Regions from separate parts of the Mus musculus genome. Here region 2 is linked to region 1. The links are chromatin contacts, called in public HiChIP or PLAC-seq maps. All regions are on one chromosome and are shown on one strand. Each heading gives the region's core, a stretch centred on a gene start, on an enhancer-like site or on the middle of the called end of the contact. The rest is flanking DNA. Distances are from core to core; before and after follow the strand shown. Region 1 overlaps Spag1 (sperm associated antigen 1). Region 2 has its middle 23 kb from the start of Snx31.

Evidence for each region. HiChIP or PLAC-seq counts read pairs in DNA pulled down with a chosen protein or histone mark.
Region 2: a contact with region 1 is called in an H3K27ac HiChIP or PLAC-seq map of acute myeloid leukemia, with 3 times the contacts expected there. The contact joins two enhancer-like sites. A contact is called at or near these places in 3 of 484 Hi-C or Micro-C datasets (CD4 T cells, the G1E-ER4 cell line and bone marrow-derived DN2 thymocytes) and 6 of 115 datasets of contacts at active chromatin or transcription factors (acute myeloid leukemia, bone marrow-derived macrophages, embryonic basal ganglia and 3 more).

What each region holds. Positions count from the first base shown.
Region 1 is chr15:36,189,137-36,195,562 of GRCm38.p6, forward strand. Spag1 (sperm associated antigen 1) reads left to right here. Exons shown (of 20, transcript NM_001359982.1): 6 at 1,336-1,400; 7 at 1,990-2,099; 8 at 2,868-2,973; 9 at 6,240-6,370. Among named protein-coding and RNA genes, the nearest start is that of Spag1, 16 kb to the left of the region's middle. Within about 2 kb of position 3,000, at least 16 of the 459 cell types and tissues checked have an H3K27ac peak or open chromatin away from gene starts, as enhancers often do. A contact at or near this core is called in acute myeloid leukemia, where this site is marked.
Region 2 is chr15:36,575,114-36,581,539 of GRCm38.p6, forward strand. No RefSeq gene overlaps it. Among named protein-coding and RNA genes, the nearest start is that of Snx31, 23 kb to the left of the region's middle. Within about 2 kb of position 3,623, at least 121 of the 459 cell types and tissues checked have an H3K27ac peak or open chromatin away from gene starts, as enhancers often do. A contact at or near this core is called in acute myeloid leukemia, where this site is marked.

The DNA.
Region 1 (6,426 bases), core at 1,750-4,249:
TTAACCACTAAGCTGTGCCATTTGTATTCGTTTTCTAACAAACTGCTTGGCTTTAAACAAGAGGAATGTTTTTTATAGTTCCAGAGGCAAGATGCTGACAACCAGGGCATTGGCAGGGCCATGGTCCTTTGAAACCTGTAGGAAAAGATCTCTCTTTGCTTTTTTGGTTCCTAGTATTGTCCTCAACTATGACAGCTGAGCTCTAGTCTCTACCTTCATCTTCAGTCTCCCTCCTCTTGGTACATTCCTCAGGTAGTAAGATGTGTTCTGGGAAATTAAGTACTCCTCTGTCTAATGGCTGTCATGCTTTCCTCCTGATTTCTCTGGGTACAGAGCCTGCCCTGCTTTCCCATCGTGAATCAGCAACAGGTCTGGGACCTGATCCTGGCCACTCTGCTCTGCCAGCTCACTGGAGCCCTTTCTTTCAGTTTCTCTAAGGGTGGAGGAGGGGAGGCCCACTCTTTAGTTTTCTCTGATGAGGCCTTTGTGGTTTTAATCCCAGATTGCTGTGGCTGTGTCTCCTGCCACATGGGGAAAGCACACAGCCATCAGTAAGAGGAGGAGGTCAGCAGGCAGGGAGGGCACACAGCCATCAGTAAGAGGAGGGGGTCAGCAGGCAGGGAGGGCACACAGCCATCAGTAAGAGGGGATCAGCAGGCAGGGAGGACACACAGCCATCAGTAAGAGGGGGTCAGCAGGCAGGGAGGGCACACAGCCATCAGTAAGAGGAGGGGGTCAGCAGGCAGGGAAGGCACACAGCCATCAGTAAGAGGGGATCAGCAGGCAGGGAGGACACACAGCCATCAGTAAGAGGGGGTCAGCAGGCAGGGAGGGCACACAGCCATCAGTAAGAGGGGGTCAGCAGGCAGGGAGGACAGGGTCTCTGAAGAGAGCAGAAACAGGAAAGTCCTCCCCAGCAGACCTGGGCCTCTTTTGCTGTTGTTGTTATTGTTATTTTTGTTTGGTTGGTTTTTGTTTTTTGGAATTAGTTTAAGTTGGATGTCTGCCTGACAAACAAAACAACCCTTCCTAATCCAGCAAAGTCGTTACTCTTGTCTCTCTCAGTGCCTCGGCTCTAAAAGAATGGGTGAGTTTAGTGCTATTTTTATTTTAAGAAACCATCACTGACATATGTGAGTTTTCGTGTATGTCCTTGGGATTAACTACAGATTTAACCCCTGTCTTTCACCTCAGGTTTGGTTACATCAGACACTGGAGTTCTTTTAACCCCACAGGGATCTGGTTTTTTGATCTGTTTCATTTGTTTATCTTATGCCAGTGTTCTTGGTGAGTTTAGGTTGAATGTATCTCATCAAATATGATTTATTCTTTCAGGAAACATATTCTAAAAGTAAGACAGCTAAGAAGAGGATTCCAAGGGATTATGCAGAATGGGATAAGTATGTTTTATATTTCTTTATTTAAAAGTTGTCTCTGAAAAATGCTCCACTGTTAAATGCTTTACTAATTTATAATATCATAAGCCTGATACATCAAGGGTCTCAAATTACTTTAGTAAAGTTACCATTTTACTGAACACTTCCCACCTTCTTTCTTGTTTCTTTTGAGACAGGGTCTCATGATGTAATCCAGGCTATCCTTGCTCTTCCCCATGCTCCCAGCTGCTATAATTCTAAGCATACACCACCACATCTGGTAGTCTAAGCTCTTCCAATTTCATTTTTTTTCATTAATAATGCCTTTTCTTTATTAAAAAAAACAACCATAAAATAGGTTAGATTTAAGTCTGTTGTTTTTGAGACAGGGTTTCTCTGTGTAGCCCTGGCCATCCTGGAACTCGCTCTATAGACCAGGCGATATTTGTGAGTTCAACGCCAGCCTGGTCTACAGAGCCCGTTCCAGGACAGGGCTTAGAGTTTGTCCCAGGCATTCCATCTGCAGACACCCAATGTGAACCTTAGAGGCAAGGAGAGCAGGACTGAGGTTGTCTCTCACTAGTTTTGTACTAGTCTTCTGTTGTTGTTTCAGATTTGATGTGGAAAAAGAATGTTCAAAGATTGATGAGGATTACAAAGAAAAGACTGTCATAAACAACAAGGCTCATCTGTCTAAAATTGAGACAAAAATAGAAACAGCAGGTAAGAAGAGAAGAAGGGGGCTGGTCGTTTTCCAACCTTTTAGTTATGGGAAACGTGTCCGCCAAGGAGATTTCCATGAACATTTATAGGCTTTTGGACTGAGTTGACTACTCCTAACAAGTTTATTTCTAGCTTTTATTGCTCAATTTTGTTTGAGACAGAATTTCATGTAGCCCAGGTTGGCCTTGAACTCACCATAGCTTGACCTTGGACTTCTGGTATTCTGCCTACATTAGCTAAGTGCTGGGGTTAGAGATGTATACTACTGTACCTGGCTTTAATAATGAAGTTTGTAAGACTTCAAAATATAAACCTATTTTTTCTTAGAATATTTTTTTGTTTTCCATTTCTTTTTCCAACCCTCTTTAAAAAAAAATCTCATTTTTTTTGCATCAGACAAAAGAAATGAGACGCTTTTTCATCTGAAGTCCAGCCTTTAAAGTAATAGCAAAACCAGCCATAAGAAAACCAATCCTAAAAAAATCAAATAAACCAAAAAAACAAAAACAAAAAACCCACATGGTTAGAAGAGAAGAAATAGCCCTAAACTCAAGAGAGCATTTATTTTGTTTATTTAATCTATGGCTTTCTGCTTCGCTAAAGCAACTCTTCTTGGGTGTGGCAGTGTAGCTCAGTGGTAGAATGTTTTTTAGGCCTGCTTGAGGCCCCAGGTTCTAGTTCAGGCCACCCTAAAAATAAAAGCACTCAAGCATTCAAGCCTTGCAAGAAATCATCTTAGGCTGTGTTTTCATGTGAGTTTATCTCTAGGTCTGACTGAGAAGGAAAAGAGTTTTCTTGCCAATCGTGAAAAGGGAAAAGGGAACGAGGCTTTCTACTCTGGGGACTATGAAGAGGCCGTGATGTATTACACCAGGTCAGTGGGTTCTCCTTTCTTGTGGCTTAGGTTTGCTCTCTTAGGGACTGGAGAGTGACTCAGCAAGTAAGCACGGTGGGGGCTGCTCTTCCAGGGACCCAGGTTCAGTTCCTTGCATCTGCATGGCAGCTCACAACCTGCTGTAACTCCGGCTCCAGGACATCCAGCTGGGTACCAAGCACACATGTGGTCGCAGACATATGCCAGCAAAACATCCACATAAATAAACTAGATAGGCTGTGTTGAATCCCTTAGGGATTGTACCTGTGATGTCATGAGTTCACCCGTGCGGTCTCCTCCGCGGCTGTCCCCATCCCCTCACTATCTTTTGAGTCTACCTATCTTCTGGGACATATCCCATGCCTTCAGTTCTTTAGAGGACTCTTCCCTGAGCCCCCAGCCAAGTTACTCTTCCCTGTAACACAGCACAGCAGCTCCTCTCAAGGCTCCAGCTCAGATCCCGTGGTCTGACAGCAACAGCACCATAAGCTACTACAGCAGAGCATACTTAATCGATTGTCTGATACTCTCCCTCCTCACTACCCGGTAAGGCTTGGCTCAGAGCAGGCCTTCATTCGGATCTGTGAACTCTTGAAGATTATGCTGTTGTGCCAGGAAACATTTGTGAACCCCCAAAAGACCACCAGGGAGCTGTTACCGATGCAATCACATTAGGGTCTCTCTATTACAAGCTCAGGTTTGGGCTCTCCTTCAACCCAGTCCTACACAGCAGAATGAGAAGGGAAGGCAGAGCAGCCTCGAACCCTCAGCAGGACAAGGTTTTATGGGAAATAGGAGCAAGTGAGGGGGTAGCCAGCCTGGCAGGCATCTAATAGAATGACTGTTGTAAGCTGACAGGTGGCTGCTCTGAAACAAGACCATGAACAATCCCCAAGGGTCTGAAAGTACATCTGAAACAACCAGACTAACCTTGATTGACTGTTGCTAGGAGGTAGCTAGGGAGTAACTCTGGGACATGGGCCAAGGACAAGCCGAGGGGTCCTTCCTGGTACTTGAGTACAGCTTAGGTTCAGCTGCAGGTCAAGTTCTCAGCCTTTTTTTTTTTTTTTTTCTTTTAAGTTAGAGCTGGTCCCAAGATGGAGTAGGTAAAGTAGATGAAGTTCATAAAATACTGTCACAGCCAGACTTTTAGAATCACTAATGCTAGCTGGCTATGGAGGTGCACACCTTTGACCTCAGCACTGGGGAGGCAGAGGCAAGAGGATCTCCGAGTTTGAGGACAGCCCAGTCTACATAGTAAGTTCCAGTGCTACATTGAGAGACCCTGTCTTTAAAAAATAAACAAATAAAAGAAGAAACACTAATCCTGCTCACAATTAAGCTCTATAAAGCCTTCCCTCCTCCTTTGTAAGGAAGACTATAAATTTTAGTTTTGTTTGGTTTTTGAGGAAGTATCCCATATAACAAGCTAGCCTCAAACTCACTGTGTATTGTAGCTCAGAACTCTGGATTTCCAGTCCTCCTGCCTCCGCTCTGAGTGCAGATGTATGCTACCAGATGAGCTTAGATGATGGTGTTTGTGTTCATCTGACTGGAAGCAGAAAGGATACATGTGGGGTTCCTTCAGCCAGCGGACACCAGCCCTGCCAGACTCCTTCCCCCTCCTTTCCCTCACCCCCTTTTCTCATAGGTTTATGAGCCCAGGTTGGCCTTGAACCTCCGATCCTCCTGCTTCCATCCCCCCTCTAAAGGCTGAACTAACTTGGAGCCTTTTGCTGTGTAGTTAAGGGTCTTAGCTAGGGCCATCACAGATACCACAGCCCTGGTAGCCTGAATAAGACGCTTACCTCACATTTCTAAAGGCTGGAAGTCTAAGCTCAAGGTGAAATGTGCAAACCTAGGCTGGCAGGTGTCCGTCTTCTTCCTGTTTGCTCACATGGTCTGTCACTCATATCTGGCTCCAATCTCTTCTTTTTATAGGATTTCAGTTTTGTCAGACTAGAGTACACACACTGAGGGCCTCATATTAAGTTACTGTTTTTTAAAACATTTTTTTGCGATGGTTTTAATGACTAGTGTTATTTGTAATCTTGGAAGAATCTATAATCACCTGGAAGTTGGGGCCATAGACCTGCCTGTGGGGGATTATTATCTTGATTGTGTTGAGTTGGGACAACCCATCCACTATGGGTGGTGCCATTCCTTGCCAAGGATCCTAGATAGTATAGACAGAGAAGGGTGCTTAAGCCACAGTGCACATCCATGCTTTTCTCTGCTCCCTGCTTGTGGCTATGACGATCTTCCCCACCATGATGGGCTGCATTTGAATTGTGAGCCAAAATAAGTCTTCCCACCTCAAGTTGTCTTGTTGGGGTATTTTATCCTAGCAACAGGAAAAGAAACTGCGACAGTGGTCCTGGGGATTGACCCGGCAAGCACTGATCTGTGTGAATATCTCTAAAGCCTTCCATGTAGAGGTATTTATATTCTGAGACATCATAGGTTTAGGATTTCAACATACAAATTTTAAGGGACAGAGTTCATCTCTTATACAGTCTCGATTTATTTTCCTTACAGTTTGTACTGGTTATTTTGCATAGCTATGACCTAAGTGCCTGAGACAGCAGCTTCAGGAGGGAAGGATTTACAGTGGCTCACAGTTTCTGGGCTGAACTCATGTTTGGTAGCTTGGCTGGCTCTGTTACCTTGGGTCTCAAGTAAGGGTAAACAACTTGGTGGCAGGAATGAGTTTCATGCTGCACCTGATGGTGAGACATAGGAGGGGACCAGGACAGGGACAACTATGTAGCAGGAGTGTTTAGCTACACCGATTCATGCTCCCCGGGGGTCGCATGTTTTCAGCCACACCCCTCCAAAGAAGCTCTCTGAATTCAAAAATGCAAAACACATACACATTAGCTTAATTTTGAAATGCCTTGGCTACCTTAAAGGCTGGCGATCTTTCTTCCTTTCTCCCCCTGTGCCCAGCCATTGGCCATTGGCATCTTTATTGATTGATCAAAAAGCAATTGGGGACAAGGACCTTTAGCATTTGGACACACAGATTCCTGATTGAATCAAAGCATTAGAACCAGTCTCCAACACATCCATGCATTGGGGCAAGGGAAGAAAAGCCAAGGACATGGTCCCTGCTTCCTTCTGTTAGGCTCAGCCTCTGATGTTTGCAGAGCCCCTCACCACTGTGCCACCAGCCTGTGAGGACATTTTGTACTCAGACTACAACATAACCTCAACTGAGTTCCTCTGTCTCTGACCTCCCTGTCGCCAACTCGTTTCTTGTGTAGGAGCTTATCAGCCCTTCCCACCGCCATTGCCTATAACAATCGAGCTCAGGCCGAAATCAAGTTGCAGAGATGGAGCAGTGCTCTTGAAGACTGTGAGAAGGCCTTGGAGCTAGATCCCGGAAACGTAAAAGGTAAGCAGGCAGTGAGTGTCTTGTCTCAGGTCCAGCAGCCCACCTGAGGTACTTTG
Region 2 (6,426 bases), core at 2,373-4,872, 390 kb after region 1:
ACATGGGTTGATCTTTTTGTGCACTGTGTGGGTTGTGTGTGTATGTGTTGAGGTGATCTTTTTGTGCACTGTGTGAGTTGTGTGTGTATGTGTTGAGGTGATCTTTTTGTGCATTGTGTGAGTTGTGTGTGTGTATGTGTTGAGGGGATCTTTTTGTGCACTGTGTGAGTTGTGTGTGTGTGTATGTGTTGGGGTGATCTTTTTGTGCACTGTGTGAAGTTGTGTGTGTATGTCTCGAGGTGATCTTTTTGTGCACTGTGTGAGTTGTGTGTGTATGTGTTGGGGTCTTTTGTGCACTGTGTGGGTTGTGTGTGTATGTGTGGGGTAATGTACACTGTGTGAGTTGTATCTTTGTCCTTCCTCTTCTGCTTAAGGCATTCTCTGATTAGCTTTAATAAAAACCTGATGGCTTATAGCAGGACAGCAAAGAGAAGGCAGAACTTCCAGACAGAGATATGGATTGGAGAAAAAAATCAGGCGCTAGGGATTCACATTTCATAGAACTCTGCAGTTTGAGGCTGAGTGTCTGTGCTAGAGCTTTTAAACACAGGCCCTAGAGCTGTGGGGGTCTTAGCCACTTGGCACACCTTCACAGTTTCAAGCATGTGTACCTGGAGATAAGTGGCCTGCCAGACACATTCTTCATGTCTTTCTGACTCTTTTCTTTTTCCCCCTCGGTATTCTATAGCAACATCTCTAGGGTAGAGAATTAGTCAAGAGGGGATGTATGCTGCTGGTCCAGGAATGGTGGTTGGAACATCTACCCATCTGATGATGCGCATATAAGCTTAGGCCATCCCTTCAGTCTTCACAGGAGAGGAGCAGCCCATGAAATCATTTGGAAGACCGGGTGAGAGCATTGAGTATCTAAGTCGGGAATCTGTAGTTGGCTACCCCTGGATGTTTGAATCTATAGTACGGTACCCCTGGTGGTGGAGCATGAGGGATGGTGTTTATGCTACAGCTTTCTGACCTGAAAATGGATCTCTCAGCGACAGTCACTGTGACTGTGACTTGGTTATGCAGGTCTGTACTCCCAACTCCTTAGAAGGCTAAGGTGGGTGATACAGAGGTTCACTGTTAGGGCCAGTGAGATGCTTGGCAGAAAAGCACTTGCTGCTCAGCCTGATGACCTGAGTTTGATCCCCAGAGCCTAAGTCAAAAAGCCCTGGACACACATTTCTATAAGAATAAATAAAAATTACTTAAAGTTTAAACTACATAGAAAGCTCAAGGCCAGTCTGACTGGACCCACCATTCCTGGACCCAGCAGCATATGTCCCCCCTTGACTAATTCTCTACCCTAGAGATGTCACTATAGAGTACTGAGGAAAAAAGAGTCAGTTAGAAAGACATGAAGAATGTGGCTAGCTGGCCACTTATCTCCAGGTACACATGCTTGCAATTGTGAAGGTGTGCCAAGTGGCTTCCAAGACCCCCCCCCACACACACACACACAGCTCTAGGGCCTGTGTTTAAAAGCTCTAGCACAGACACTCAGCCTCAAACTGCAGAGATCTATGAAATGTGAATGGCTCTGACTTCTTTGAAGGAGTTTTTTAAAAGTAAGGGTAGCTTTTCTTTTTATTTGGGGTACACATCTGTGGGAGTCAGAGGTTAAGTTTTATGAGTCAGTTCTCTGCTCCCACCATGCAGGGCCCCGAGGATTGAACTTACGTCATCGGGCTTGACAGTAGATGCCTCTATTCCCTGCTCCATCTCACACCCCAGGGATGGCTCATAGAAGTTTGAGGTCATGTAGATACAGTTCCAGCAAGAGGGAATAATCCATAGAGCCTCCCAACCCTGTCTGAGGCAGGCCTGCTCCTGAAGGTGGGAGCTTCCCCCTTGGCGTGCTAGCTGTGTTCACAGGGTTACAGGTGGTTTCCCATGAGCTCTTAATGACATTTAGTGGCTTCCCCAGAGTCAAGCTAATTGCCACCAGCAGCTTCTGTCCTCCAGAAGGGACAACCAGAAACTCTCCCTACATTGCCACTCATTCAGGAGAACACTTTAAGGTAAAATCTCTCTGCACTGGGGCAATCACTCAGTCACGAAAGTGTGTCTGCCTTGCAGACCTGAGGCTCTGGGTTCTGATCCCCGGAGCCCACATGAAAGCAGGGCATGGTGACATATTCCTGTCACCCCAGCACTGTGGGTGCAGAGAGAGGCAATCTCTAAAGCTCACACCAGCCAGAGTAGCAGAAGCAGTGAGCTCCAGAGACTGTCTCCAAAAATAAAGATGATCAGGAAAAGATGAGGGGTGGCAACCTTTGGTTTATACACACGCACACGCACACACATGTATATACATATACTTGCACACCCATCGACACATATCCACACTAACAATTACATATACTACACATACACATACAGGTGCACACACATAGGCACACACAGGCACACCACATACACACACAATAAATAAATCAATCTTGTCCCTACAAGAACACATATATAAAAGGGTTGGTGAGCTCACTCAGTGAGTAGCAAGACTTGTTATACAAATCTGGTGATGAGAGTTCAATCCCTGGAACCCCCAGAAAGGTGGAAGGAAAAAACAGCTCTGCAGAGCTATTCCCTGACCACCATACCCCACATATAAGAATAAATAAAAAGAATAAATGACTATTCTCAAGAGAATAGTCCTAACAACATCCTTCATAATAAATTAGAACACAGAAAAAAATCATTAAATAAGGACCCAATAAACAAAATGTGGATTTTGTTTATGGATTTCACACAGTGAAATAGAATTCTATTGCTTAAGACACTGGCATGAGCACCGCTGCATGAGCCTCAGGGATAAAGCTTGCAAACAGGGAGACAAGCCAGAAGCAAAGGCACTAAACTCATCACTTGATTTATATCAATCTCCAGAGTAGGTGACTCTGTAGACTCAGAAGTAAAAACTGTGTTGCCTGGGAGTGGGGTTTTGGGAAGTGAGATCACAGACAGAGGGTTTTTTGAGTTTTTTGAGGGATGGTTAGGGTGGTGGTTGCATAACCATGCGTGTGTTCAGCAAGCTCGTTGAACTGTACAAATTTTTTTAAAGATTTATTTGTTTGTTTATTGTGTGCGTGAGTACATTGCCACTCTTCAAACACACCAGAAGAGGGCATCAGATCTCACTACAGATGGTTGTGAGGCACCGTGTGGTGGCTGCAAATTGAACTCAGGACCTCTGAAAGAGCAGTCAGTGCTCTTAACCGCTGAGCCATCTCTCCAGCCCCTGAACAGTACACTTTAAATGGGTGAGTTACAACATATGTAAATAACAGCCCAATAAAACTGTCACCAGAGGAATTAAAAAATAAGCCATCAGACCCCTCGCTGCTCCATCCTGTCCTGTTCGACGCCAGATCTTCTGACCGGGTCCTCCAAGGGGCAGGCCCTGAGGAGTGGATGGATGTCAGCACTTCCTGGGAGTTCGCGATGCCGCTGAATTGTGTAGTCCTCAGACTGGATGGCTGATCCTCACTTTCAGATCCGGAGAGAGCAAGGGCCAGAAAGCCAGCCAGGGCTCCCTCGGCAGCAAGCAGCCGCACCAACACTGGTCTCTGCATAGCAGTTGCTTGTGAACTTCCGCCTCTTGACAGAATCTTACAGATTAAGATTGGCACATGGCGCCCCCCTGTGGACTACTGCAGAAGGCTCCGCGTTCACACTGCTGCCAGGCTTTGCAGCACTCATGCTCCTGAGGGAAAGAAGTTCCCGTTCTCCCTCCCACGGTGGGACTGGCTAACAGACAGACAAGCCTCCACTCTGACTCCCTCTTGCCCAGGCAGTTGTCCTTTGTGTGCAATGTCTTTGCTAATTGCCCAAATACTTCCAAGAGAAAGATACAATCAGGGGGAGCCATCAAGAACTTAGGCAGTCCACGATCAAGTGGGCACAAAAAGTACTTATCACAAGTACAGCAGTGCCCTGTTCTCCAAGTTCAGTCTTTGCTGATCAATTAAACTGATGTTTTTCTTTCAATTTTGAGGATTGAGCCCAGGGTCTAGGCAAATGCTGTACCACTGAGCATATCTGTAGACTGTGTGTGTGCTTGTATGTGTATCCATGTATATGTGGGGTGTGTGTGTGTGTGTGTGTGTGTGTGTGTGTGTGTGTAGGACCAGTACTTTATTCTACAAAGAAGAGGGTCTTTCACTGGGTCTGGAGCTGACTGAATGGCTAGAATAGCTGACCAGGAAGCCCCCAGTGATCCTTCCACTTCAGCTCTCCCAGGGAGGGGATTACACACACCCAGACTCTCACGCTAGTGCTGGGATCCAAACTCAGTCCTCATGTATGTACAGTGAACACTTTACATCTGAGATCGATATATATATCTGTCTGTCTACCTATATAAAGTGTGTGTGTGTCTGTGTATTCTATCTAGCTATCACCTACCTATCTATCATCTATAGCTCTCTCTTTAAATTTTACTTATTTTGACATGGGGCTCAATAGGCTGTCCCAGCAGACCTTTGACTTGTGACCCTTGTGCCTGTCTCCTGAGTAGCTAGGATGGCAGCCCTGTGCCACCAGGCCCATTCTGATTGGACTAGTTCTTGATAAAGGCTTGCTGTAGTGGCTCCACTTGCAAGTGGTGAGGTTGCCCTTTAACATGGGTCTTCTAGAAATCACAGCATACATTCTAACACCAATTCCTGATGTTGGTTATTCAAGTACAGCTTCCAAGGAGAAGAGAGAGTGTGATTTTAGGCAAAAGATCTCCCAGGTAGCCCTCATAGTACTGTCCAGGGCATATAACAACATTTAGTTCAATCTGTTGATTACCTGTCTACTGGACAGCTTATGTATCTTATCTGCACAAATCTTCCCGATAACCCACAGGAGTTGTTATCATTGCTTTACAGTGGAAAACACTAAGAAGGGCTGAGTGGGGTGAGCAGTAGAGTAGGGTTCACGCTCAAATCTTTGCACCTGTTTGTTCTCTCGCTGCCTCCGACCCCTTTCTGACTTTAGCACCACAAGTTATGAACACTCCCTGTCCTCCTTAGGTAGCCTTTAGCCTCTAAGGAAACCAACGAGACTTCATTTACCAAAACTTGAGTGCCATCAGGCAAGATGCCAAGACACGAAAGTGAGGTGTGCCACTGTCAAGGTCACTGTGGTGGACATACAAGTGCACAGGCATGATCAGGATCCTCAGCCCAGGCTCCAAGACAGTCTACAGTGTCACAGCTTGGCCTCAGGTAACAGAGTTGAAAAGGTAGAGGGATTGATGCCAACAGTGCCAGCCCAGCTGGCAAGAGGCAGGCTGGCAAGTGGGACGGTATGCAGCACTCCATTTCCATTTTGAAGAAGCACAAAGATACAAACATGCAGGCTCTCCTGGCATTCCTTAAGGGCTTCACCCTGATGTTCTGGATCTGAAGAAGAATTCTTTGTATATCTTAGATATTTCTAGAAGCCTTTGGCAAACGTGTTAGTGTTCTAAAGTCCAATGCTTAGGGAAAGAGGAAATGAATATGGCAAGAACTGGTCTTTCAAGATCCCCTGGGTACTCAGGCAAACTGACTGCATTCAAACCAGTAAAGGTGGCCAAGTTACCCGGATGTTTGTCTGAGACAACACAATGTTGTGTTCTGTATGGCCAATTCATGTGGACTTATCGAGGGGCCATGCTGGCTGCAGGCTCTTATCTCAGAGAGCATGTGAACAAGGGTGACTGCTGTAAACACCATGACTGCTTGTTTGCTTCAAGGGATTTTGGGTTGGGTTGGTTTGTTTTTCTGTTCTAAAAATAAAAATAAGAATTCAAGTAGTCAAGAAGCAGAGGCAATCTCAGACAAGTAAAAAATGCATCCACAAAACCATGGTGGATCAGGAGAGCCTTGGGGACTGACCCCACTGAGGTGCACAGCAGGAAACAGCTGCTGTGCTCTTTGCTAAGCTGGTGAAAACTGCTGTGCTCTTTGCTAAGCTGGTGAAACACAGGGTTAAGCAGATGGCACTTAGAGTCAGGGGTTGTCACACTTCCTGCAGAACAGGTCCCTGGCCCAAGCCCAACAGAGATCTGGCCGTCAGCTCCTGGAGAAGAGTCTGTCCCTGCTTGAGAGGCCCTGCTCTACTGAGGAGTTGGTGTTCAATGGCACTGTCAAGTTTGGTATCATAGTTTATTTCAATTGTGTCTTGGTGACAACCTGGGAGGTCACACTACATGGCTGCCTGGCATTGAAAACTGTAGAGGAGACAGAACTTCCTGCAGCCCTACAGTATAACAGAAGGGTGGCTGCATAGCAGGGACACCTGGTCAGGGACTTTCTCCTTGACTCTGATGCTCTCCTTGCCCAGCACTGGCTGTGGTTACCAGCAATTTGCCAGTGGGCCAAGAAGATACAAGGGCTGCCACCAAATAAAGTCAGGGGACAGAGATACTTGTAAAGTATCAGTAGCTATCACCCATAT